Regions from separate parts of the Mus musculus genome. Here all the other regions are linked to region 7. The links are chromatin contacts, called in public HiCAR-type, HiChIP or PLAC-seq and promoter capture Hi-C maps. All regions are on one chromosome and are shown on one strand. The core of a region is the stretch at or near the end of the contact, and the rest is flanking DNA. Distances in the headings are between cores, read along the strand shown. Region 1 holds the start of Adam19 (a disintegrin and metallopeptidase domain 19 (meltrin beta)). Region 2 holds the start of Sox30 (SRY (sex determining region Y)-box 30). Region 3 holds the start of Itk (IL2 inducible T cell kinase). Region 4 holds the start of Fndc9 (fibronectin type III domain containing 9). Region 5 overlaps Clint1 (clathrin interactor 1). Region 6 holds the start of Cyfip2 (cytoplasmic FMR1 interacting protein 2). Region 7 holds the start of Ublcp1 (ubiquitin-like domain containing CTD phosphatase 1).

What was found. Promoter capture Hi-C pulls out the DNA fragments that hold promoters and counts their contacts. HiCAR-type assays count read pairs that join an accessible place to other places. HiChIP or PLAC-seq counts read pairs in DNA pulled down with a chosen protein or histone mark.
Region 1: a contact with region 7 is called in a HiCAR-type map of astrocytes, with 6 times the contacts expected there. The contact joins the promoter of Adam19 here to the promoter of Ublcp1 in region 7. A contact is called at or near these places in 5 of 39 promoter capture datasets (the C10 cell line, hippocampal neurons, liver and 1 more), 2 of 115 datasets of contacts at active chromatin or transcription factors (astrocytes and large pre-B cells) and 2 of 9 other capture datasets (adipose tissue and liver).
Region 2: a contact with region 7 is called in a promoter capture Hi-C map of hippocampal neurons, with 7 times the contacts expected there. The contact joins the promoter of Sox30 here to the promoter of Ublcp1 in region 7. A contact is called at or near these places in 3 of 39 promoter capture datasets (embryonic stem cells, hippocampal neurons and pre-B cells) and 1 of 115 datasets of contacts at active chromatin or transcription factors (astrocytes).
Region 3: a contact with region 7 is called in an H3K27ac HiChIP or PLAC-seq map of double positive thymocytes, with 7 times the contacts expected there. The contact joins the promoter of Itk here to the promoter of Ublcp1 in region 7. A contact is called at or near these places in 2 of 39 promoter capture datasets (hippocampal neurons and pre-B cells), 1 of 115 datasets of contacts at active chromatin or transcription factors (double positive thymocytes) and 1 of 9 other capture datasets (adipose tissue).
Region 4: a contact with region 7 is called in a promoter capture Hi-C map of pre-B cells, with 15 times the contacts expected there. The contact joins the promoter of Fndc9 here to the promoter of Ublcp1 in region 7. A contact is called at or near these places in 2 of 39 promoter capture datasets (hippocampal neurons and pre-B cells) and 1 of 115 datasets of contacts at active chromatin or transcription factors (astrocytes).
Region 5: a promoter capture Hi-C map of liver shows a contact between it and region 7, with 7 times the contacts expected there. The contact joins the enhancer-like site here to the promoter of Ublcp1 in region 7. A contact is called at or near these places in 9 of 39 promoter capture datasets (the 3T3-L1 cell line, 3T3-L1-derived adipocytes, cranial neural crest and 4 more), 1 of 484 Hi-C or Micro-C datasets (cerebellum), 4 of 115 datasets of contacts at active chromatin or transcription factors (extraembryonic endoderm stem cells, large pre-B cells, pro-B cells and 1 more) and 2 of 9 other capture datasets (adipose tissue and liver).
Region 6: a contact with region 7 is called in an H3K4me3 HiChIP or PLAC-seq map of pro-B cells, with 9 times the contacts expected there. The contact joins the promoter of Cyfip2 here to the promoter of Ublcp1 in region 7. A contact is called at or near these places in 5 of 39 promoter capture datasets (the C10 cell line, hippocampal neurons, liver and 1 more), 1 of 484 Hi-C or Micro-C datasets (B cells), 3 of 115 datasets of contacts at active chromatin or transcription factors (astrocytes, large pre-B cells and pro-B cells) and 1 of 9 other capture datasets (liver).

The regions. Positions count from the first base shown.
Region 1 is chr11:46,054,329-46,057,596 of GRCm38.p6, reverse strand. It overlaps Adam19 (a disintegrin and metallopeptidase domain 19 (meltrin beta)), which reads right to left and starts at 1,613. Exons shown (of 23, transcript NM_009616.4): 1 at 1,387-1,613. The coding sequence starts at 1,483.
Region 2 is chr11:45,978,771-45,982,076 of GRCm38.p6, reverse strand. It overlaps Sox30 (SRY (sex determining region Y)-box 30), which reads right to left and starts at 1,767. Exons shown (of 5, transcript NM_173384.2): 1 at 704-1,767. The coding sequence starts at 1,757.
Region 3 is chr11:46,387,502-46,390,998 of GRCm38.p6, reverse strand. It overlaps Itk (IL2 inducible T cell kinase), which reads left to right and starts at 1,484. Exons shown (of 17, transcript NM_010583.3): 1 at 1,484-1,726. The coding sequence starts at 1,589.
Region 4 is chr11:46,233,812-46,237,472 of GRCm38.p6, reverse strand. Fndc9 (fibronectin type III domain containing 9) reads right to left here and starts at 1,916. Exons shown (of 2, transcript NM_177075.4): 1 at 1,877-1,916. The region is part of intron 23 of Cyfip2 (cytoplasmic FMR1 interacting protein 2); the gene reads left to right.
Region 5 is chr11:45,895,491-45,898,881 of GRCm38.p6, reverse strand. The region is part of intron 8 of Clint1 (clathrin interactor 1); the gene reads right to left. Among named protein-coding and RNA genes, the nearest start is that of Clint1, 45 kb to the right of the region's middle. Within about 2 kb of position 1,886, at least 8 of the 459 cell types and tissues checked have an H3K27ac peak or open chromatin away from gene starts, as enhancers often do. A contact at or near this core is called in liver, where this site is marked.
Region 6 is chr11:46,310,764-46,314,211 of GRCm38.p6, reverse strand. It overlaps Cyfip2 (cytoplasmic FMR1 interacting protein 2), which reads left to right and starts at 1,854. Exons shown (of 31, transcript NM_133769.3): 1 at 1,854-1,985.
Region 7 is chr11:44,468,794-44,472,316 of GRCm38.p6, reverse strand. Ublcp1 (ubiquitin-like domain containing CTD phosphatase 1) reads left to right here and starts at 1,769. Exons shown (of 11, transcript NM_024475.5): 1 at 1,769-1,889.

The DNA.
Region 1 (3,268 bases), core at 364-2,863, 1.6 Mb before region 7:
CTTTACAACTCGTAGATTTTGCTTTCTCCCCGGGTCTGCAGTCACTCTACCTCACTGACTGTTCTCAAGGCCTCCAGATCCCGTGAAGTTTACTTTCCTGTCTTTCTTCTGTGCAAATGGTAGGCTGGAAAATCAGACTCGAACAGGACCTGGCTCCCTCTTCCCCGAGGAACCCCACACCCCAACAAAAGGAAGAGCCTTCTCCTATCCAAGGCAAAGGAGCTGGAGCGTTGAGTGGAGGAAACCCTCGGGTCAGGTTCTTGCAGGGATGGGGCGGGGGCTGCAGCCTGCCCAGCCCGTACACTAGGGCGTCGTTAGCTTGATTTAAAAACGCTGACGGTTGGTACAGCAAGCACCCGCGACCGTCTGGAGTCAGCCCAGCTCTCCAGCTGCCTCAGAGCTAAGGCTAAATAAGCTCTCCCGGGTCAAGATGACAGAAGCCAGGCATTGCCCCTCCGGGACCGTCCCTTCCGCGAAATCCTATGAGAACCTCTGAGGGATGCGGCCCGGGAGGGAGCGGTGCCTGGGAAAACAGTTGTGAGAAATAGGCATTATCCAGCGTCCAAACTGGAAGCGTGGAGCCCATTCCATTTTCTTCACATGAAAACTGAGGCCAAGAGGAGATAGGCATTGGGTGAGGTGGAAAGAAAGCTCCGGTTTCCAGTATCAGATCTTCAATGTGGGGCGTACTTATACACACCTGGGTTTTTGTTAGTGAACTTCAGCTTACGATCTGCATAATGGGTGCGCATGGTTCTTTTATGGTCTTTCAGAGATGCTAAGTGTACAGGCAGAGATAACCAGTAAACCACCCTACCCTAATCTCTCGGAAACCTTTGATTTTCTATCCCACTGGTATGCTTTTGACACCACCACCCCCCCGCCCCCAGCAAGATCCAGGGAGTGGTTCCCTCGCCGATTCGGGATAGGATGCTTGGGGTGCTCCTCTGGGGATGCTCTGGGGTTGCTAGAGCAGCGGGCGCAAAATAGCGATGAGAGAGAGGCAGAGCGGAGACGAGCAACCTCAAGAAAAACAGCAAAGATAGGAAGAGCAGCGGAAAGAGAAGCCCAAAGTAAGAAAACACGGGGAGATGAAGAAAGGAAGGCAAGCAAAGAGAGAGAGAGAGAGAGAGAGAGAGAGAGAGAGAGACTTACTGCTTTCTGATTGCAGTGAGCGCACTAGCTCCACGACCTCCCGTGGCTCACCACAAGAGAACAAAGCCTGGGCTCCTAGGCTTGGGGGTGGCGATACTCACACCCGGGGAGTGGCGGAGTCCGCAGGGATAGCGGTCATGGAGCTGCCGGCATGCAAGAGCGACTCTCAGACCCTCAGTCATCACCACCACCCCTAGTCGCCTCAGAACCCATCTGCGCGCTGCCACTTACTTGTGGTCCATCCCGGCTCGCACGCCGCCAGCGGCCAATGTAGCTGCAGAGCGAGAGCCAGCAAGCAGAACCGGGCGACGCCCGCGCGCCCGGGCATGATAGCAACGGCCCTCTCACTGTCCGCAATCACACATCCCCTGCCATTGCCTGCCCCCGGCCTAGCGGCGGCGGAGGTTTTCAAGCAAACGCCGGCCTAAAAGCCACCCAGCCCACATCCCAGACGCTCCGCCCCTAGCCCCTCAGGGCTCTGCCTGGAATGGGAGGAGGGGAGGCGCCACGCGGAGGAGGGGGTTGGTGGTGGCTGGAGGGACAGCAGTGGGAGGAGCGAGGGAAGCCCCCCGGGAGCATCGCTGACTCAGGTGAAGGACACCCAGGGGAAGGGATGATCCGAATTTCTGAAGTAATCAACCATTCTTGAGGCCTGGGAGATTACAGGACTGGGGTTGAAAGTGTTAAACACACACACACACACACACACACACACACACACACACACACACACACACTTCTGCCCCACTGTAGCTAGTTTACTCTATCCCGCTTTATGCTAAGTACTTTGGGTGACCAAGACAACTCTTTGTAGCTCTACCTTCCAGGATTGACTACTCTTGGAGTCAGGCTGTGAAAGAGTTAATTCCAAGGGACTGAAATGAGTGCTAAAAGAACTTGTTTTCCTATCGGGACTCCAATCTGGGCCTTTAGTCCAGGCCTTCTGACACGGGAGGTGGGGGGTGGAGGGGGTGGGGTTGCAGATCCAGCATCCCAGAGGACAGGGCTTCTGTACTCCAGAAACAGAACACCAAGCCCAAGAAACAGTCTAGACAGGATTACAGAGAAGGAGGGAAGCCTTGGGCTGTATAGGTTGGGGACAGGAGAGAGCAGAATTTGGGATGGTTAGGGTTTAGGATGCAATGGAAGATGAAGCCCACAAATGATGGCTATCACTAAGAAAATTACAGTAGCAGACACTTAGGACTTAGCTTTTATTGACATTCCGTACGTGCTAGGGCCTCTGATAGTTGATCTTGTCATGAGTCCGCTGTGGACTGGAAATGTGTCTCAGCTGGTGGAATGCTTGTCATGCACTCATGAAGCCCTGGGTTCCATCCCCAGGACCTCGTAATTCCAGGAGTGTGGTGCACCACTGTGATCCCAGCACTTATGGGGCAGAGGCTGGAGGATCCAAAGTTCAAGGTTAATCTCTGCTACGTGGTGAATTTGAGGCTAATCTGGACTCCATTGACACAGTGTAGAATAACAGTGATAATTAGGCGACCATCTGGAGGGGGTAGGTATTGGCTTCATCTCTATCTCCCCTCTGGGGGAGGGGAATCAAACCAGAAAAGCATTAAGTCCCCTCACCAAAGGTCACAAAGCTAATGTCTGGGTTTCACTTAGAGTCTGTATATTTGCTATTACAAAGCCTGGTGCAACATGCCTTAGTTGATGAATGAAGAACAGAAAAAAGAGATAGCCAGAAATAATCTGTATAGGGTTGGTTAGCAAAACTCCAAGGGAGAGGAGGCTCTGGAAGGGGAGTCTCGCACCTACATTTGTCAGTTCCTTTCCCCATCCCCCACCCCCAAAACCAGGCCAGGAACTCTCAAAACCAATGCACCGTGAGTCTGCAAGGCTCTCACAGAGGGAAGGGATCAAACCATTCTTACCATTGGTGTGGACAGGAACTGTGTGAGTTCTCTCCATCTGCTGTAATGGAAAAGCAGATAGTGGCTTAGAGAGTTGCCTTTCTCACCCCCAGGCGGCAAGGGGTGTGACTGGTCTGAGGCATTAAAGACTCATTTGTCAGTCCTGGAAAGCTGGAGTGTCAAGCCCCACGTGTCACCAGGTCAGATTCTGATAAACTCTTCTATTCGTTTGTAAA
Region 2 (3,306 bases), core at 518-3,017, 1.5 Mb before region 7:
AAAAGTTCATGTAAACATGAAGAATGATTATGACTTCCTAAAACATTCAGTGATACAGAGTTCTGTGTGAACTAATTCTAAGGACTTGCTTAAAATATACTTGAAAATACTGGAAAGTAGTATTTGGTTGTAGTGACTTCTTTTAAATATATCTGTATCTATATATATGCTTAGATATATGCTTTAAATATATCTTTAAAATATATCTTAAATATAATCACTTCTTTTAAAAATCACTTGGCTTATTTTTATTATTTCTAAAAGCTTTAGCTATATGCTATATGTATGTTTTCTCTCAGAAAAGTTACTGTTCTCTTTTAACATCTATAGTCAATATAAACAACTATCATTTTTCTCGAACACTGGTATATTTTATTTCTTGATACACATAAACCTAAGAAGCTACTATGATAGAAAATTTGATGTTATTTTATATAAACTGAGGAATCTGTATCATCTAACAAGGCCTTCTGTTGAGTCTATTCTCTTAATCTGTTTACTAAGTCTTAAGAGTGACTGTTTATAAAAACTGTGGCAATACTTAAGTGTATTTTACCAGTATGTGGGCAAATCAACCAGAAGCACTCCCTGTGCAAGCTAAGGGCCGTACCAGGATTCTACTTTTCGAGCTTCAGCTCCTGAACTGCTAATATGTCTGTGCAACACAGACCTGTGAAAGCCAGATTCCCCTGGCTTCTAATACCTGCATCTGAGGGCAGCACGGTGAGGGGGACATCTTTGGTTTCAATTTTTACAGAAGGCTCCAGCAAGGACTGCATTTTAATAGGCACTGGTGTCAGGGGGACTTTGGACAACCGTATCAACTCAGAAGGCGGAGGCCCCTGAAACTGGATACGGGCTCCAGGTGGGACGGTGTGGAGTGTCAAAGGGAACCTTAGGTCTTGCTGGTGTGGCCCAAAAGCACTAGGCGGCTGGGCCAGGATGGCCTCCTTGCTGCTGTGGACCAGGCCATTGGACGTGGCCTCCGTGCCCAGCCTACAATCGTCCCTGGGTCTGTCTGGCTCCTCCGTCTTGATGACTCCTTCTCCGATGGCCAGCAGGCTCTTGCCTTCCCCGCCTTTCAGCGCATCCCTCGGAGCCTCCTCTGCCTCCAGCTTGGCTTTCTTCTCATCGCTTCGGCGGCCGTCGAGGGCCTTCCCGGTGCCATCCAACTTGGCGGCCCTCGAGGCTCTCGGGCCGGCCTCGGTGGTCCTCCGAGATCCCACCGACAGGTCCAAGCCCGCCCCCAGCTCTTGCTTCTCGGCCTTGACGAGCAGCGTCCGGGGCTGCATGGGGTGCAGCTCCGGCCTGCAGGGGCCTCCGTCGGCCGCGGACTGCGGAGGCAACAGCAGCAGCTCCGGCCTCAGCTGCAGCAGGCGCGCCTGCGCGGACGAGGCGGCGGCGGCAGCGGCAGCGGCGGCGGCGGCTGCGCCCTCGTCGGGAGCCGGAGGCACCCCCGGTCCTCCGGGAGGCAGCAGCAGCACCTGTTCCGGCTTCACTTGCAGCAGGCGTCGCGTCCCTGCCGCCTGCGCACCCGCCGCCGCGGCCTCCCCGCACGACGAGGCCACCGCGGCCATGGCGGCCGTGGCCTGAGCCGACGGCGACTGGGAGCGCTCTGCGGCCGCGGCCCGGAAGGTGGCGGCCTCGACGGGCTGCGCGGGCGGAGCGGGGCGCAACGGGCGCGGAGGGGTGGGCCGCGGCGGTTGGCGCGGCGGCGGCGGCGGTGGCGGCGGTGGCTCCGGCCTGGCTCTCTCCATGGGGGAGGGGGCGGGCGGGCCGCGGCCGGGATTGTGAGCTCAGCCGTTTGTTGGCGGCCTCCCCCTCCCCCTTTCGGTTAAGACCCTTCCAAGGCCTTGGCTACCCAGAACCCTACGCGCTCCACAGACGGGCTCGCCTCGCCCAATCAGGAGCGGCCCGGTGTCTCCCGCCAGCCAATCACAGGCACGTTCCCCGGCTCCTCCCACCCTCCACACTAGCCGCGTGCGAGAACCCTGGAATCATCCGCCATAGACCGGGCCGAAGCTCCTTGTGTCCCATTTTCCACGCCTCTTCACTCTCCCTCTCTTCCGGATTCTCTTTAGGCCTTGACCTTGGTTACCCCGCCCCCTCCTGGAGCGCGACAATGGCGTTGCCCAGGAAACCCTTCTGTTCCACGCCTTTACCAAGGACCTCCAGGGATGAAGGCGTGGGCCTTTCTTGCGGGCTGGGCTCTCGGCCTTGTGTGTTCATAAAGCCGGAGTCTGATAGGGTCTTCTAGTCATTCTCAAGTATGGGGACACCTTGGAACTTATAACTGATCTTACTGGACCTGGTTTTTGACTAGGTATAACTATTTTACTAGTTGAATTTTCAGTCTGCTTCCAAGATGCGACCCAGATTCATCCACCTTTTGAGGTCCCACCCACCATTATCCTGCTTAGGCTTCCATTGTCCTTCTCTAATTCCATATGGATGTTACAGTTCTCCTGAAGTTTTGCTCTTCACCTATGTCCCACTACCTCCCGACTGCCAGTTGTTCTAAAAATACAAGTCAAACTGTCACATTTCCCCCAAATCTTTCTGCCGCTCCCACTGGTTATGAGATAAAAGTTCGAAATTCTTAACCCCGCAGAGCCTGATAAACCTGATTAGTAGCTTAGGCTATACCTACAGTTTGAGTTTTTTACACTTTCACCACATTGCTTCCCATGCTATTCTTTTTCATCACAGGACGCTTTAGCAAGTCAAGCATTTATGTCTCTTGTAACTCCCGTTTATTTTTCAACTTGGAGCTGAACCGGCATTTCAGAGAAAACCATGACAGCATTCGTTCGAATCTCTTTTATGCACTCACACCTGATCATGTCCTTTGAAGTGCTTTCTTTGTGTGATTATTCTGCGCCTCTTCCAGTTGATTGTTACCTCCTTTGGGAAAGAACTGCTTTTGTTTTGCTCATCATTGACTCCCCAGTGCCGACTGTTGAGTAATTGTGCAATAAATGCTTATTGAATAAAGAAATAAGAACTGCCACAGCATAATAAAATAGTAATACTATGTATATTAAGGGCTCATTTTAAGGTTTTTTTTCCATGTGTGTGCCTCTTCTTTTAAGAAGGAGTGTGTTTAGTTTTTATTCAATATTAGCAAGTAAATGAGAAATTATCAACATTTCCTGCATCACTAGACATCCTGACTAAAAGTTACAGCTCTATCTTGAGGAAGATAAACACTATAGCCAAGGCAATTAAAGATGAATTCTTTACTAAAAGTTAATGCTCTATCTTGAGGAAGATAAACACTATAGCCAAGGCAATTAAAGATGAATT
Region 3 (3,497 bases), core at 235-2,734, 1.9 Mb before region 7:
CCCCGCCTCTTTTTGCCTTCATTATTCAGCAGCATCCAATGTATGATGTGAAAGGAGGCTGCAATTAGCAATTACATCTAAAACTACACAGGAAAGTTGTACTGCCTCCCTCCCTTTGTCTCGTCCTCTGTTCTTCTCTGATGAGCTGCCTCTGCCTGCCCCGGGACTTCTTGGCTATTAACTTCCTGGTCACATAAGTTCTACACCATAACATTATCCTGACTCAAAGGTCAGACCCTGTGAATTGTCCACAGGGCAGATAAGCTTTAGTTCCCAAAGAGCCCTTACAAGGAGGTAGCTTGCTGTCTGTCTGTGTGTCCTGCCTCCTCATTAGAGTCCTTATGGCAGAGGAAAATAGGAGAGAGGATTCCATGTGGGAAAGTCTGAAAGGCTTCCCAGAGAACGTTGCAGGTCGGCGAGGCTGGCAGTATCTCATAGGCGCTCACTGGAAAAGAAAGAGACAAGAGAGAGTGTTCAGACACAGGACACTGCATTTTTGAAGTAGCATACACAGAAGGAAGCCAGGCACACCAACGGTGTCCAAAGGGGCCCCTGCAGTGCCTCATACAAGACCCCTGTTGCTTCCTTTCATAGATGAAGGAACTGATATTCCAAGCCACTGGACAGTGGTAGGTAGTAGAGATGGAATTCAAACCGATAGGTAGAATAAACAGCCCTGTGCAGATCTCTGCATGCCCTAATCCCTATAACCTGTGACTGTGTGTTGTTGGGTGATAAAGGGGAATTTACATTCCAAATGGAGTTATAGCGCCCATCTGCTGACCTTAAAATAGGGAGCCTGCCCTAGACGACCACTGTGAGAAGGGCCCAGTGTGGTTCTCAGGATCCTTAAATGGAGCAGAGGTAGGAGGAAGAGATTTTGGCAATACAGAGCAAGCAGGGCTCGACCTGCAGTTTGGGGGTTTGAAGATGGAGTAAAAGAGTCAAGACAGAGGCCACCAGAGTGTCCCTCAGTAGGGAGGATGGTCGCAGAGGCAGTGTCCCCTAGAGATCTGCAAGAAAGGCGCACAGTCCCACAGTCACCATGACTGTCACTCAACCAGACACATTTCAGACTTCTAAACTAGAGAATTGTAAGGCGCTTTGAGCCTTGTGGCTCTATGGCGCTTTGAGCCACTAAGCCTGTGGCAGGCAGTCCATGATAATAGCAATGGGAAACTTACATACAAGCTGAGCTCCATTGACCCCTGGATCCCTGTTCTTAGTCCCTTGTTTACATGACTTAACTGTTGTCAAGGCTAAACCAGGAGCTAGAAGAATTATAAGTGAACTCCTCTTATAATTCTAGGTTTCTTCAAACTTCTTTTTCAAACCATATAGCTAAGGGTACGCATGTGCCTCCCAGCTTGGTGAATTTTGAAAGGATGTGGTCATGGCCTTTGACATCAGAGGAGGGAGCTCAGCGGTGAGGCTGGCTGATGCTGATAGAAAAGATAAGGTTAGAGGCAAGTTGCCTTTGAACGACTCTCTAAAGATCAACTGCATCCTGTCTCAGTCTCCGCTGCTCCTCTCCTTCAGTCGCACTGCGGGGTGATGCCCAAGGCGCATCACTTTTCAGAACTGGACCATGAACAACTTCATCCTCCTGGAAGAACAGCTGATCAAGAAGTCCCAACAGAAGAGAAGGACTTCTCCCTCGAATTTTAAAGTTCGTTTCTTTGTCTTAACGAAAGCCAGCCTGGCCTACTTTGAGGACCGCCACGGGGTATGAGAAGGCTTACGTTGTGCTTTGTTTATTTTGTTTATTTATTTTGTTTATTTACTTTGTTCTGTGTTTGGACTGAGCTGATTCCTGAGATAAACTTGAACACCTGGGATGCAGGTACAGTGTGTTTTGGAAGCCACCAAGTAGAGTTAGAGATCGGAAGAAATGTGGAGAGTTCTGAGACTCCAGTGTCAGTTAGATTTGGCTATTTCAATTCTAAAATCTGTAGGTTTAACGTTCATACATTTCTTATGTGGTGAATGTTGTGGATAGGACTTGAAGTTTATGTAAACATGAAGTATATGTGGCATCTACAGTCTGTAGGACAGTAAAATATTAACTATGGCTTATTAAGACGTAAGGGGAAACCTAGCTCAACTTCCCTGTTTTACAAAAGAAGTGGTTCTTAGACTGTGAAGGGAGGTCCTATGTAAGATTTTCACGACTTGAACTCTGCTTATCTCAATGGTCATCACTGCCCTGAGGCCATGGGGTCCTACTTCCATTAAAGTGACATTCTAAAGTTGGAAGGAACAACCCTCTTTGTGGTAAAACATCTCAGGAGACTGGGGGTGTGGAACACAGAGTTTCTGCCTGCAGACCAGGGATCCCGCTAGAGTGTGTCGGCTCAGCTGGAGGCGTCTAATGACATCTTCGTGCACAGCAATAACAACAAAAGCAAGCGAGTGTGTGTTAATACTACAGTGTGACAGGAGCACTGGGTGGTGCTGGGAGCTTAGCCCATGGCTAAGTCCTCTCTGAGGCAGCCAAGGGCCAAGAGCATTGGCTGGGGCAAGACTTGGTCTTTTGAGAGTAGGGTTGCTTTCTAAAATAACCTAGGTCTATCTTGACTGCAAGTTACTCCGAGGCCAGAAGCTACTGGATCTGCTGACACTTGCTGCTAACGGCAGGGTGATTTAGGTAATGGTATATTGATGTCACACCCTTCTCAGTCCAGGCAGCCAGAAGCCCCTCTGACTAGGCTGGTTAACTCTGTGAACCAGAGAGGAAGGGAAGCGAAAGAATTAAGATGCTTTATACAGGCAAATATGCGCAGACACATATACATTCACACATATATTTACACTTTCATTCACATTCTTATTTGCACGTTAACACATTCACATTTTTGTTGGGCCCAATCACCTGTCTCATACACTCCACAAGCATTCATGCATGCTTACATACACACATACTCCTACGAACATACATATAGACAAACAGACATATACATCTGGATAGATAGATGGATGGATGGGCAGAGCCCCCCCCCCCCCAAGCCAAACTATCCAACTAACAACTTAATTTCTTTCCTCTGGCTTTTTTATACCTTCTCAGACAAAAATTTCTTTAGAAAATTACCTCAGAGATAAAATGTTACACAAATTTGAAGTTACAAAAAGATGTTGATATTTTAGCTCAAAGGAGTGTTTCATTCTATATGCTTGTTACAAGTTCAAAGCTTTTACATGGCCCTGGCTTATCATAGTTCATATCTGTGGTTGTATCCTTGGGCCTAAATGTTTTTCCTTGAACACAAATTTGTCCCAAGTCTATTTCTCTTTTTAGTATAATTATTAAAAGCTCATTGTATTTCTTATTATGCAGCCTTTTCTTACTATTCTGAGGAGTGGGCACATTCTATTCTTGACTGTAACCTTATTACAACTTTCTAGCAAAGCAACTAAGACCATCTCTTAAAACTTCCTAAAATTATTTGAATCAAATCGGGAATTCTATAGAATCATTATTAATTCATCTAAACAGCATT
Region 4 (3,661 bases), core at 667-3,166, 1.8 Mb before region 7:
GGAATGAGGACTGGCTCATGACAAAGCTAGCAGCCCTCAGGCTCAAGATGTACCCACATCATCCCGGCCACAGCCCATCCTGGCTGAGATCCATCACTGACAGTGTCGTTCCCAGCCCTTCCAAACACAGGCAACGTGAAGAGAGCTCTGAGGGCCTACCTTATGCTTCTCAGCTCAGTCCTGACCTCTTGCCTCTGCTGTGAATGCTGTAATGTTACCTAGAACATTCTGCCCAATGGCTTTTTTTTTTTTTTTTGACAAGTTACTTTTCCCATGACTAGTAGAGATTCCCTCTGGCGCCCCCCAGTGGCGATCTACCTCAAAGCTTCTGCAAGTGTTTTGTTTTGTCAAAGCCCAAGGTGCAAGAAATTAGTTTCTCAGATCAAGGTCCTCAGCTCCCAGGATAGCTTAACTTCTAATTGCCCCATAACTTCTAAAAGTAGCAATAGTACTATGACTTTTGTGACTGTCTAACCCACTAGTTCCCAACTTTCCTAATGCTGTAACCCTTTAATACAGTACTTCATGTGATGGTGACCCTCCAACCATAAAATTGCTTTTGTTGCTACTTCATAACTGTAATTTTGCTACCGTCATGACTTGTAATGTAAATGTTTGTGTTTTCCAATGGTCGTTTGGCCCCCAAAGGGGTTGAGAACCACAGCAAATCGGCAGTTGCTGGATCCAGGCTGTGCCAGGTGGCTTCTCCCACAATAACAGACTCCATTCCCATCTTATTAATGAGCGGCCTGGAGTATCAGCTCACAGGAAGAGAGAGAACTTACCCACTTAGCCACTGTATTTCAATGCAGAGCCCCTGAGTTCAGTAATAGATTATTATTGTTGATTATTTATTATTATTATTATTATTATTAAATTATTGGTAAATGAGGTACCCTGGTTGGCTGTATGGCAGATGAGCCCTGTTCAGATTGTAAGCCTTTCAGCTTTGGTAAAGGAGAGGCATCAAGGTTTTTGGGTTTTCTTTCATTCTCTCCGATTGAGAGAAAGCTTTCCTTCTGAATCCCCCCTGATCAAAAATCTAGACAAGCGTTGCCAGGCTCTATATGTTCCGGTCTCCCTCTGCCTTCTTCTCCATTCCCCATCCCCAGCCAGAAGTGCAGATGCTGCGGAAGATTGAAATGGCAAGCGGGCACGTTCAGCCCAAAGTGAATATTAAGCCAAACTGATTTCTGTTTCTGGGCTTGTGTTGTTAGGCTAGGTGAGCCAGGGGAAAACGTAACAGCGTGAAGTAAGTTTTCAGTCCTTGGTTTCCATCTCTAAAGACAGTGACATGCTTGAGAAAGCAGCTTCCTCCTCTCCACGTGGCTGGGAATTTGCACCCAGTAAATGGGAAATACAAAAGATGAGGCAGGGGTGTACAGAGCCTCCCAGAGATGGCTTTCAGAAGGAAACGGACTTACTCTCCCTCGGGTCTCTTGATGTATGCCCACCTCCCCACCCAGGGACCTACATACCCAACAAACACACTTCCAACCTCCGTAAGTGGGCGGAATTCATACCCTGTTAATACACAGGCGCCCTGTAAGGCCCTCCCATCGGGGTGATCGGGCATCCTGTCCTTGTACACATACCTCCCCTTCTGCTTGCCTCCCCCCTGCTGCTGGCCATCTTATAGCCTGGGTTCCCTGCAGCAGACGTTTCTAAGAGCTTCCACCGAGACTGCTTCTACAGCATCTCCAGCTTCCAGGGACAAATCCATCTCTTCGTATTTATTTTTTTTTTTCTCCCCGTCTTCTGTTTTTAAACTCTTCCCATTTTTAGCTATCCAGTCCCCACAGCCTGGCCCCTCTCCAGGCAGAGTGTGAAAGGAAAAGCCATTTTTATTTCCAAGACAGCCATCCATGCCTCTTACCTGATGCTCGCAGTGTGTCTGGTATAGACGTCTCCCCTCTGAGCCGGAGCGGACCGGATCCCAGGTGACGAGCTTCTCCCTCTTCTCCCTCCTCCGCACCAGGCTCTCCTTGATGTTTCTCACTCACCACTGAGTAATCCCACTGTCGCCCCCAACGCTCACATTATTCATTCTTCAGATCAGCATCATTCACCATGGCAACCAGCAGGCATCTACGCACAATGCTTTCAGGGACCAGTCTGAGTAGGCTTTTGCCAGTGAAAGGAGCTTTGGTTCCTTCAGCAAGAAACGAGCAGGTTGAAAAATTTTGCAGGTTGATCCCCAAGATAGCACATTCTTCTAGTGCTTGTGTATTTTCTCTGTAGTTGGCGCTCTCTCTCTCTCTCTCTCTCTCTCTCTCTCTTCAGGTACACATGTTCATGTCATACCTATGTAGAGATCAGAAGGCAGCCCTTAAGTGTCATTTCTCCAGAACCGTCTACTCTCTGTTTGAGACAAAGTCTCTCATGAGCCTGGAATTTGCACCCAGCAGGCTAAGGCCAGCTGGCCAGTGAGCTTTGCAAGCTCTGAGGTACAAAGGCACACCCCCGTGTCTGGCATTTTTATGTGGGTTCTGGGGATTGAACTCAGGTCCTGAGGCTCCTTGAGGTAAGGGGTTTACTGCTGAGCCATCTTGAAGGCTGACCAGTGATCATTGTCTTACTCCATCTCCATCTGTGGATAGTGGTTTCAAATGCAAAGATGCCCTTCGGTTCTGTGGCGAACTTGTCCCCTCCTTTCCTGTCCCACTTCCCCCCTGGAAATTCTCCCCCTCCTTCCTCTCATTTCCTGCAGTGCCTCTACATGATGGTTCTGGGCGAGATTCTTGTATTGCCTGGATCCCAGTTCCTTCAACTCTAAAGCTTCGAACACCTCAGGGGCAAAACACGGGTACCAACATTTCAAATACCCTTGTCAAGATTGCTCAACCATTATCTCCCATGGACTGGTGGTCCCTCAACATGAACTTTAGAGCATGGCTTTAGAAGTAGAGCCTTCATGGGTGTTAATTAGTTAAGGATCGCGAGATGAAATCACCCTTGATCACTTCTATGGAGTCTTTCTAAGAGAATGAACGTTTGAACCCATGGAGACACACACACAAGAGGAGGCCATGTGGAGGCAGAGGCAGGAGTGGAAGCAATGGATCCATGAGCAGCGGGCGGGGATAGGGGATGGGGATGGGGGGACGGGACAGGGGAGCTGTCCTGCAGACGTGCTGATTTCAGGCTTCCTGTCCACAGAACTGTGTGAGAAAGCATCCTGTCACTTATGAGCCACCATGTTTGTGCCAGTCTGTCACAGCATTCTAGGAATACAGCACATCTCCCCTCCTGGCTGAGCTCACACTCAGCCTTGGAGTTCTGAGCACAGACATATGAATGAACGGCTGCTTGCCAGCCAGCCAGCCAGTCAGCCAGTCAGTCAGTCAGTCACCTGGAACTGACGCGAGAAATGGAAGCTGCTTAGTGTTCCTGGGGCAGATGGGACCCAGTCTGCCTTGCCTTTGAGGACTCCTGAATTTTCTGTTTATCCCAACAAATTCCTTCCTGGTCTCCTCAACATTACAAAAATATCTCACTGTCATCTGTCCAAGAGCCTGGACATGTCTGAATGGAGGGTGAGATGAGTTCTAAATTTGTGTGTGTGTGTGTGTGTGTGTGTGTGTAGTGTTCTGGTGTATGTGTGCAGATGGGTGTGACTATGTGTGTGTCCGTGTGGATGCCAGAAGCTGATAGTGGATAT
Region 5 (3,391 bases), core at 637-3,136, 1.4 Mb before region 7:
ACACAAAAGAATTTAGGAAAAACCTCAAGCTAAAACACTGAAGTGCAGAAGAAATGAGGGTCTCTTGGTTAATGACTTTATAGACGATGTGTAGCTCACAGCGAGTGCTTCTGGAGACAAGCAGAAGGGAGATCAGAAGGAAAGCTGTCCTCAGCCAGAAGCCACAAAGCTTTGCCACACAACAAATGCTGAAGTCTGTCTCACTGAATCCGCACACACTCCATCTAGGAGGCAGTGTGCAGAGCTCACCTGAGCAGCTAGCTGGGAAGCCAATGTAGCAGGAGCAGAGGTGCGGCCAGTCTGGGCTACGTGGCAAAGTCTCATCTTAAAAAATTTACAAATAATATTCACTAAACATTTTTATAGTTAACCTTTGTGTATTTAATTTGGGGCAAAATGTTTTCCACATTTAAAAATTCATCGTCATCATCAGTGAAAAAAACCACTACCAACTTCTAGTAAACAGAGCTTAAAGACAGCTTGCACCCAAATGCAAGAGGATTGACTGAGGCCGCCCCACTGTGCTTCCAATCCATGTAAAATGCAGGTAGGTTCAAATGATAAGGAATAATTTGGACTTGATACATTTTCAGTCCTTAAAAAATGTTTTTAAGCCTGGGAAACGTGATGGCAGTGCACGCCTTTAATCCAAGCACTCGGGAGGCAGAGGCAAGCAGATCTGAGTTCGAGGCCAGCCTGGTCTACAGAGTGAGATCCAGGACAGCCAGGGCTACACAAAGAACCCCTGTTTTGTACTAAGCCCTATTAACACAGTTTTTCTAGTTGTACTGGTGACACGTTTCTCTCCACTCTCACTCAAGAGACATACAGCTTGTGGAGCAGTAAGTTAAGACCTAAATTCCTTATTCACAAAGGGACAAAGCCTACAAGGTTGACTCACACTAAAAGAGAAATGGAATGTTTTTAGCATTCTATTTTTAGTTGGCTTAGTTTCTAATTTTAATACCTATTTTCTAGCACTGACTTAGGAAAACTTTCTGTAGCAGGCACTGAAACATCATCTCTAGAAGACTAACTGTAATGGAAGATTATGATGGAGCATGTATCAAAACAAACTCAAGAACAAGATGACACACAGCCTAGGTTTCACATATGCAGTTATAAATTTGGTCAGATAGTCTACAGATTTTAATCAAGTATTTTAGCACATTTTAGCAGATATTCTGTAAAATGCTAGCAATGATGATGTAAACACACACACACACACACACACACACACACACACACGGCTATGGAGATGCTCATCTGCTGAGGGGGCCATGAGCAGATGCTTGCTTACCTCACTGGTGGTCTGTGGCCCTATCACTTGCATGGGAGTCTTATTATACATACAGGACATCTGGCAGGTCCTTACACAGTCTCATGTGCAAGTGCTAGTTTTTAAATTTAACTTCCTTCTGTAGCAGAACTTCATTTAAGATCCACGGCTAAATATATATTTCAAATGAAGTTATTAAAAAGTAATTCTGATGTCAAACCATGTTCAGTTGCTTTTGAGATAATATTAAGCTAAATTTTAAGGGCAAAAAACCTTGCAGATTTCATTTAAATTCTGCCTCAGTTACTATATTAATTGTTATATGTATATAAGTCAGTCTACCATTTACACCAGAGAAGAAAAAACACTCAAAGGGTTCTTTCTGCTCAAAGCAATTTTTTGTTCAAAGAAATCTTGGGTCACAGAGGAGGAAAGTCATGGCATACAGATGATCTTCCCAGTTACTTAATTCTTTGACTTAAACAGGGCCTTTTCATAGTTCGTGCCAGGAAGTCCAAAATAACTGCTATTCTGTGACACATTAGATGGCTGTATGCTAACTACCAGTTCGCACTGTAGCTCCAATCTTAAATATACAGAGACAGCACCCAGCGGCTGTTCAGACACCCAGGGCAGCGTTCTGCTGCTGTGAGTGTGGCAGCCTCTCTAGGTCACAGTCATTGTAGAACAGTGACAGAAGGGTCTCAGAACCAGGTCAAACCAGATGCCTTGCAAGTTTATTCCTAGGCCAGTAGTTCATGACAGCATGAGAGAAAGAAAAGAACTGGTGGTTTTACAATCACTAATCTATTTATGAAAAGCAATTTATATCACGGACTTGTGCTTAAAGCAAAAAGCAAGTCCAAAAGCTTTGCTTTTGGGAATTATTTACACAACTTGAAAACAGCTGCCCTTTGGACATTAGTTCAACCTGCATCCTGCTCATCTATATTTGAATGTAATCAACTTTAAAGAGCCTTAGAAAAACTATCCTTAAAAAGCTCTTACCTTGAGCTATTTTTTATTGGAATACAGTAGTTTATTAAGACTGTAATCATCAAGTGCAATCCTATGGTATCCAAGTTGTTAGGAATTACTCAAAGTTAGCACACACTGGAGATCACAAGAAGAAATCCTTAGTCTCACCACTGAGACAGGCGTCATCCACTGTTCAATGTGATGTTCTCCCCCTTCTCTCTGACAGATCTGGGTATTTTGCCCAGGTTGCCTGGAGACCCTCTCAACTCTGCTTGCCAAGAGCTGTAGGCACAGGCATGTGCACTCCACCCTGGCCACAGCCCTCTTCCAATAAGCTTAATAGGAAGTCAGTTATATATATTCATATAGTGCCCCCTTCCCTGCAAAGCACCCAGCATGCTTATAACTAGGTAATTACAGTCAATTATTGCCCTTTGACTGACGATTACTTCCTTTATTTGACTTTTCCAAGAGCCCAAGAATTCCAGTGTCTGGGTCAGCACACACTCGCTGACAGATGAAAAAGTAGTAATGAGCATATATCTGCTTTGACAACCATAATGAAGTTTAGGGCATGTAACAAAAGCATACAGAGTAACACATATTTTTATAAAGGAAAATTTAAAAGGTGAATGTTAATGTAAATTTTCACATCTTAACAGCTTAAACATGCAAACAACAAAGCCTCCAAACTCTTTGTGAAAAATGTCATCAACATATTAGACTCTGAAGGAGGAAGCAGTATGGAGAGGAGAGGAAGCCCTGTGAACTGAGACATGTCACAGTGATCTGAGGTCACATTTACCAGTCACTGAGACTTGTGGACTACAACCAACAGTTTTTCCTCTCAAGGCCTAAAGGTCAGAAGGTTTAAAACTAGGTGAGATCTTTCTAAAGCTTTGAGAAATGGGTGTCTGACTGTAAGGCCGAGAAAGCAAAGGTAACCCACATAGTCACTCATAGGCACCAAAGAAATTAGGGTAAGGGGTTACCAAATTCTCACCTTCTTCCTGTTAGGCAGTCAAATAATTCTCTCCAAATAGCAGAGAATGCTCATTAATTTCACATTAGTAAATCCAGGAAGTATTTCTGCAGGACTGTAGAGTCCAGAGTCACACAAATGCTTGGCAAATG
Region 6 (3,448 bases), core at 605-3,104, 1.8 Mb before region 7:
CCTGAATTCTGTTTTTAAAGCCATCCCCCACAAACACCCCCACAGCTTTCTCACATGGCATCAGAAGGGGGGGAAAATGTATGTGTGTCGCTATATATGTAAGTCATCGCTTCTGAAATAGCAGTTTAAATTAGACAAGTGATGTAACATCAAACCACATGGGAGCGTGGTTTCTGAGCCCCGGGGGAAGCATGTGAGATGCAGCTAAGTCTTCTCAAGTCCTTGCCTGAGATTTGCATACAGTGGCTCCTCTATCAGTAGCCATTTACAGGGAACAACTGTGCAAGTCTAAGTTTGTGGCGTCTGGCAAGCATTGGAGAAGGTTCTCATGACCCAAGATTTTATTCCTTGTTGCTCTATACATAAATCAGGCTCTCAAGTACTTTCCAATTAGTTCCCCTAAGAGGGCAGGCTGGAGAGATGGCTCAGCAGTTGGGAGCCGTGGCTACTCCTCTTGAGGACCTGAGTTCAATTCCCAGTACCTACATGGCATCTCACAATTATCTGTATCTCCAGTTCCAGATTATTCTTGGCACCAGGCATGCATGCGGTACACATATATGTGCATGCAATCAAAATACCCATACACACAGAATAAAATAAATACTTTATATACATACACACACACACACACACATATATATATATATATATATATATATATATATATATATATATATATATATATATATATATGGTACCCAGAGCAACTATTATTCCCTTTATTGCAGGTACTGCATCTCCCACTCAGAGCAGTACCATGCTGGGGTGGGTTCAGGTCAGGACTGAATGCAGCTGGCCTCATCCCTACCTAAAGCCCTCCGAGTTATGTCTCAAGGAGCAATGGATTCTTTGAAGAGCCCTAAGCAGCATCTAAGAGGCTTCTGTCTCCTCAGCTCCTTCCTAGGTTTGCCTAAAAGTCAGCTTATCATGATTTTGTCCACGAGTCAATTCTACCTCAATGGGATCGACATGGGCACGCGCGCGCGCACACACACACACACACACACACACACACACACACACACACGCACACACACACATAATAGCTGTACATTTTTACACTAAGAAATGGAAAGGAAGTAGATGTTTCTCTTTGTTTTTAAATTATTACATTTATTTATTGTGTGTGTGTATGGGTGTGTGTATGTGTCTGTGTGTCTGTGTAATGTGCATATATGCATGTGGGTGGAGGTCAGAACACAATATACAGAAGCTGTCTCTCTCCTTCTACCTTGTGGATCCTGGGAATCGAACTCAGGTCATCATCAAGCTTGGCTGCAAGCGCTTTCTCCCGCTGAGCCTGTGCCCTCTGAGCCCGTGCCCTCTGAGCCCGTGCCCTCTGGGAAGTTATTCTTCAAGTGGTGGAAGGGCTCAACCTCTCACTTAGCCTGCTCCCTTCTTTGGGAAAGCAGCTGTCATTGGACTCCTGTTAGGTCAGTTAATGCTGGCAAATAATAAGCTCCAAGCGAGCAGGGGCTCTACTGCACACTAGTGCGTGCCTGGCTCTTGGCAAGATGCTTGGAACAAAACAGGTAGTCGATAAAGATGTGGTGAATAAATGACTATATGAAAATAATTTGACACCGGGGAGATGCGAAAGGAGCTGACGCTTCCTTCCTTCTGGAGTGGCAGGTGTCGCTGGTGATGCAGGCGGCAGCAGGAAAGTCGTCCCTCCTCCACCTCCAGAGTCCGGAGGCTGGATACTCTAAGGCTGGAAGGTATGGGTTCAGGAGGTTGCAGGTCAGGGGTGCGCAGGGAGCCCCTCGCCGCAGCCATTTCCGGCTCTTTGTGTGACAGCAGCCGCGGCGAAGGGGCTGGGCACCGCGGCCAGGGGAGGAGCCGCGGCAGGCGGAGAGGCGGGGCCGCGGGCGGGGCGCGGCGGTCCGCCGGCGCAGCGGCGGAGCGGGGCTAAGCATCCTGCGCCCCGGCGCGGGGCCCTGCGGTAGCCTCGGGTCCCTCCCCTGGACCTGCCACCGAGCCAGGTAAGGGACTCTCGGAGACAACAGGGCTGATGCAGGAACCGAAATGCTGCCTAGGCGGTGGATGCGTTCCTGAGGATGCGCGAGGGGCGGGCGCCACTTCTCCCAGCCCGTTGGGGGCGCTTGGCTTGGCGCCCGAGGCTACACGGCTTCAGGTCCCTGGAGGCCGGGCTACAGGCCTGTGTTGTCCCTTCTCCCCTCGGCCGCCCCGGGCGCCCTGGGCAGGGAGCGTTTTCCAGAAGTCGTGGGTACAGCGCAGAGCTCCGCGCAGCAGCCTCAGCGGCAGCCACAGCAGGTGCGTGGCCTGGGCCGGAGCCACCCGCCCTAAAAAGAGGCAGGGATAGTCTCGGGGACCAGGGATACCTGCAGGGGCCACAAGCCCAGAGGGGGCTACATCCCTGCACCTACATACTGCAGATCGCCGGGCAGTCCCCGCCTCTGCGGTCGCGGCCACCATCATTCAGCCAAGGCCAGAGAGAGCTGCCTGGGCCCGCCTGACAGGCAAGGGGGTACTGGGCGCCCGCGGTGAACCGAAGCCGGGTGGGGCCGGGGCCACAGCGGCACGGTTTGGGAGAGGAAAGCTCTGATGAGCCGGGAGGCATGGCTGACCTGCTTCGAAGCGTTCTGGCCTATACTAGCGCCTCTCCCCTGGATGGCTTTGGGGAGGAGAAAGGTGGGGTGATGGAATCCTAGGGGTCAAGGTTTCCTTCGTATTTAGCTGCCCACCTGTCTGTTGTGGGAGATTGCCACATCACCTTCAGGAAGGTAAGCCCTCCTGTGTGTACAGGAAGAGGAGTAGCTTGTGGCTAAGGGTGGGGGCAGGGAGCATGGTTGAACCGACTGTTGGTTTTCTCCCGCGACTATCTGGGTGTTTTCCAGTCCAGACTTAGAACTTGGCTAGCCCAATTCTTTAGTGCCCACAGCCCCACAGTTGGGCAGGAAGACTTAGGGATCAGACTGACGACTGACTGTTGCTCCTAAGCAACCATTTCTACCTCTTGACCCCTTCCCTTAGAAGTGACCAGCCTTATTCTTGGGCACAGGCCCTGCAAGAACCATTGCCTAGCACTCAGTGACACCCCCCCCTCCCGCCATTGTCGGAGGACAAAAATATAGATTAATATCTATAGTCGGGATTGTAAGTCCTTGAAGGTAGTTGTCCCTACCACCATCCCCCCTTCTGTGGCTTTCCCCCCCTCCACCCGATGCTCCTTGGGTCCCTTCTCTCCTGTCAAACTTGCTTGAGAAAGGAGCCAGTGAGTGGTATTTATCTTGAAGAGCTAAATACAAAAGGTTTTCCCATTGGATGTAGAGCAGGCGCTTCTTAAGTCATGGGATCAGAAAGGAAGCCGAGGATAGGAGACATTTTAATAGGAAGCAGAGCTGAAGTCAAAATATTTGCTATCTCTAATGGTTGACTTTCCGATGTAAGCTAGATGTGGCACTGATACTGTGGTCAGAATGGC
Region 7 (3,523 bases), core at 520-3,019:
ACTAAAGAACCCTCAAGTTGGGACTGGAGCCATGACTCTTGCAGAGGACCTGGGTTTGGTTCCTATCACTCATATGAGAACCGGAACTATCTTTAAGTCCAGTTCCAAAGGCAAAATACTCATACTCATTGAAAAACAAGTCTTTTAAAAAATTGCTAAGACACAAAATTTAGTTGCTTTATTTCTAACAAGCCCAAGAAATGAAAAAACCAAAACAAACCCAAGCAGGTACAGCTCTATCGACTAAAAGGAAAGACACACATGGAACCAATATTACCTTTTTACTCTCCCCTTCTGGAAGAAACTGGTTTAAGAAAACGTTTTGGATTTGTGTTTTTATAATTTTAAAATGACATTAATTTAGCCATACATGCTGGTGCATGCCTTTGATTCTAGCACTTGGGCAGGTGGATCTTTGTGAGTTCCAGGCAAGCCTGAGCTATACATAGAGAAACCATGTTTTCCCCCTCCCTCCAATTACATTAATTTTTCTGTGGGTCTGTTTGTACCAAGGCACAGGAAGTCTGAGAACAACTGTCAAGAGGTGGCCACGCCTCTTATGGGTCTCTAAGATTGAATTTGAAGTTTTAAAAAGTATCAGATATACTTATCTAGGGGCTGATGATGTAAACATTCTTCAAGTTACTTTTTAGGTCTTTCTTTTCTTTTTTCTTTTGCATAACAAGTAACACTGGGAATTTCTTGAATGGATGAGAAGGGTTAGGTCCCGTTGAGGCTTTCTTCTGTCTGAGTCAGAGTTTCAGTCTGTATCCCAGGGCTGGAACTAGAATTCCCTATGCCCAGGCTGGCTTCAAATTTATGCACTATCCTACTGCCTCAGCTGGGATTACAGGCAAGAGCCGCCTCCAGGGGTTCAAATGGAGACTGCTTTGATAGCTAAGAAAAACTCCACTTTATGTGAGGCACCCATTCTAAATTCCGAAAAGATAAGTTCCTAGCAACTCTGACTCCTTGCCCCTTCCCCATGAATTGGAAAACTGCTATGAAATGATTAACTGCTGGCTCTGATTTCTGCGAACTCCGCTCATCATTACGCACAGGGGGTGGGGGGTGGGGGTGAGGCAGTTCCTCACATAGCTGTCAATCCCACAGAAATGAAGTAATTGTAACTGCCCTTAAAAGCCCCTTTCCTGTTTTAGCTCACAGGAACTAAAGAGAGCGGCTGCTTAAGAAGAAAAACTCGGATAACTATAATTTAAACGGAGTCTCCGGTCTCTCCGAGTGACTTCGAACGCTGCAGCATTTATTTCTATGAAAGCATGGCATTCTTCTGTAAAGAGAACTAGCTTTCCTTGCATTTAAGGAGGCAAAGCAAGCACGAGTGGGTGGAGCCGACCGACACACAGATCTGGAACACCGTTGTCACACGGATATTTGTTCCATGAGTGTTTGGATCACTTTGGCCGGCTTTCCCCTGGAGTGGGCAAATTATATTCCTGGCTCCTTGCGTCTCTAGAAAAGTCTCCTCTTCAGTCCTCAAAGGTCGGCTTCATTCGGAACGCGACACTGCCACAGGAGTCACAGGGCTCCGCAAAGCTCAGCTCTGGTGGAAAAAAAAAAAAAGTCGCCACCGGGCCGGAGCATGCGCAGAACAGCCGGCGGCGGCCACCAAGAACCGGGAGGGGTCTCTTTCACAGAGGTCAAAGTCTGGAAAACACTCGGCCGGCCTGGGCTCCGCAGGCGTCACATCGGAGGAGAAACCAAACAAGCGGCAGCCGCATTTCCCCCTCCCCTACAACACATTTCCGGTCTCAACCACACTTTCCGGTCCGCCCGCCGGTTCCGGTCCCGCCCCTCGCTTCCGGTCTCCTTAGGTTCCGCTGCGGCCGGCTTTTTCGTCCGCTGTAGCTGGTTCCGCCGCGCTCCAGGTGAGAGGACGCGGGGTTCTCCGGCGCGCCTGCCTGTGAAGGCGACGCTGCGGCCGGGGGATGCCACTGAACTGCATGCGCCCCGTGGTTTGTCTCGCTGCGGTCCGGGTGGGCTGGGACTGCAGCTGTCCCGCCTGGCCCCCAGAGGCCCCTGTCCCGGCGCACTGCGGGTCGTGGCCGCAGCCTTCGCATCCGGCCTTCTCACCTGACCCCAAGGCTTCCCACGTCCCAGAATGTTCTGCGTCCGCGGGCCTCGTCCCCCGCTCCTGCAGGGTCTGTCTTGTCCTCCCCTCACGCGGGTTGTCGAAGGCGTCCGAGGCAGCTTGTTTCTGAGACTCTGCCTGTCTTGGGATACTCCCGGGGCAGTCCGGGCTGCACCCCGCGCGGCTCCTGCGGGCCGGCGCCAGGGCCCGCGGCCCAGCACCGCACGCTCACTCTTGCCGGGCTGGATGAAAAGTTCACACTGTCACTTTTGAAATTGCCGCCGTTGGCTGCTTTTCGTGATGCGGTGTTGGGCGAGAGTCGCTGTGACTTATTTTGCAGGTTTCTAATCTGTACAGTGAGGTCGCTTGTTAGTCCAGGATTGTGAAGATTAAGATAGCGATAGTTAACGTGCTCAGCCCTCACTGCTACCGTTCTCCTAGCTCCTCGCGGCTTATCAAATGCTGTCAGGTGTTAGCGCTTATCAAAACACATACATGTGAACTGACTCATCTCTGGGTTTGGAAGGCTGAGGGCTAGAGAGGTAAGAGACTAGGCAAACCCAACACAGGATGTTAGGCAGAACTCCAGTATAAACATACGTTGATTACATATCCCATAAAAATGTCCTCTTTGAGTTGGATCGCCATCACCACCCACTCCCACCCCCCAATTTGGGGGACAAATGTGATAAACCATTAGCATTGTATGAGAAAGTATAAAAATGCCCATGCTTTTTTTGTCCTGCATGATTCTCAGTAGTGATGAAATGAGATTCAAAAATTAAAAAAAGTTTTAAGAACTTAAGCTGGAAAGGTTTGTATAACCTTTTTTTTTTTTCTATGCCCAGAGTCTTGGGGCATTTGACAACTTGTCTTTACCATTTGTAGCACAAGTTCTTTATGAAGTAGTGCCTGTTGTTAAGTGCATGGGGCCCATGCCATTGGCAGGTTTTTCTAAAGCCGGTAACAGAAGAGCCTAGAGGAGTAGCATGCTCAGCCTCTACCACCTCAGAGGTGGTAGAAAAAGACTGGTTAAAGTGGACATTGTTAGGTCTCTTTCCTTATTCTGATGATACTTCCAAGAAGTCTTCATCAAATTTAAGTCAGTGGTATTGGTTGAGAACCACTGGTCAAAAAACTCTCATGGTCTCCAGACTACCCTGCCCGTCCAAGCACCGGTTAGCTCAGCTCAGCTCAGCTCAGCTCAGCTCAGCTCAGCACAGCTAGAAGCCTTCCTAGCTCTTACGAACAATCATTCCTGTTTCTGTGTCTTACAGATTTCAAATTGACCCACATGCCTTTTTAGCCAAGGTCATAAAACTTCTTAGGGCAGATTCTGCCTAACGTGGCATCGTTGCCCTAAGTTAGCATGCTTGCAGGTTTTCTGCAGAACATTAACATATGAGTAAGTAGGTCTAAGTGGGACTCTAA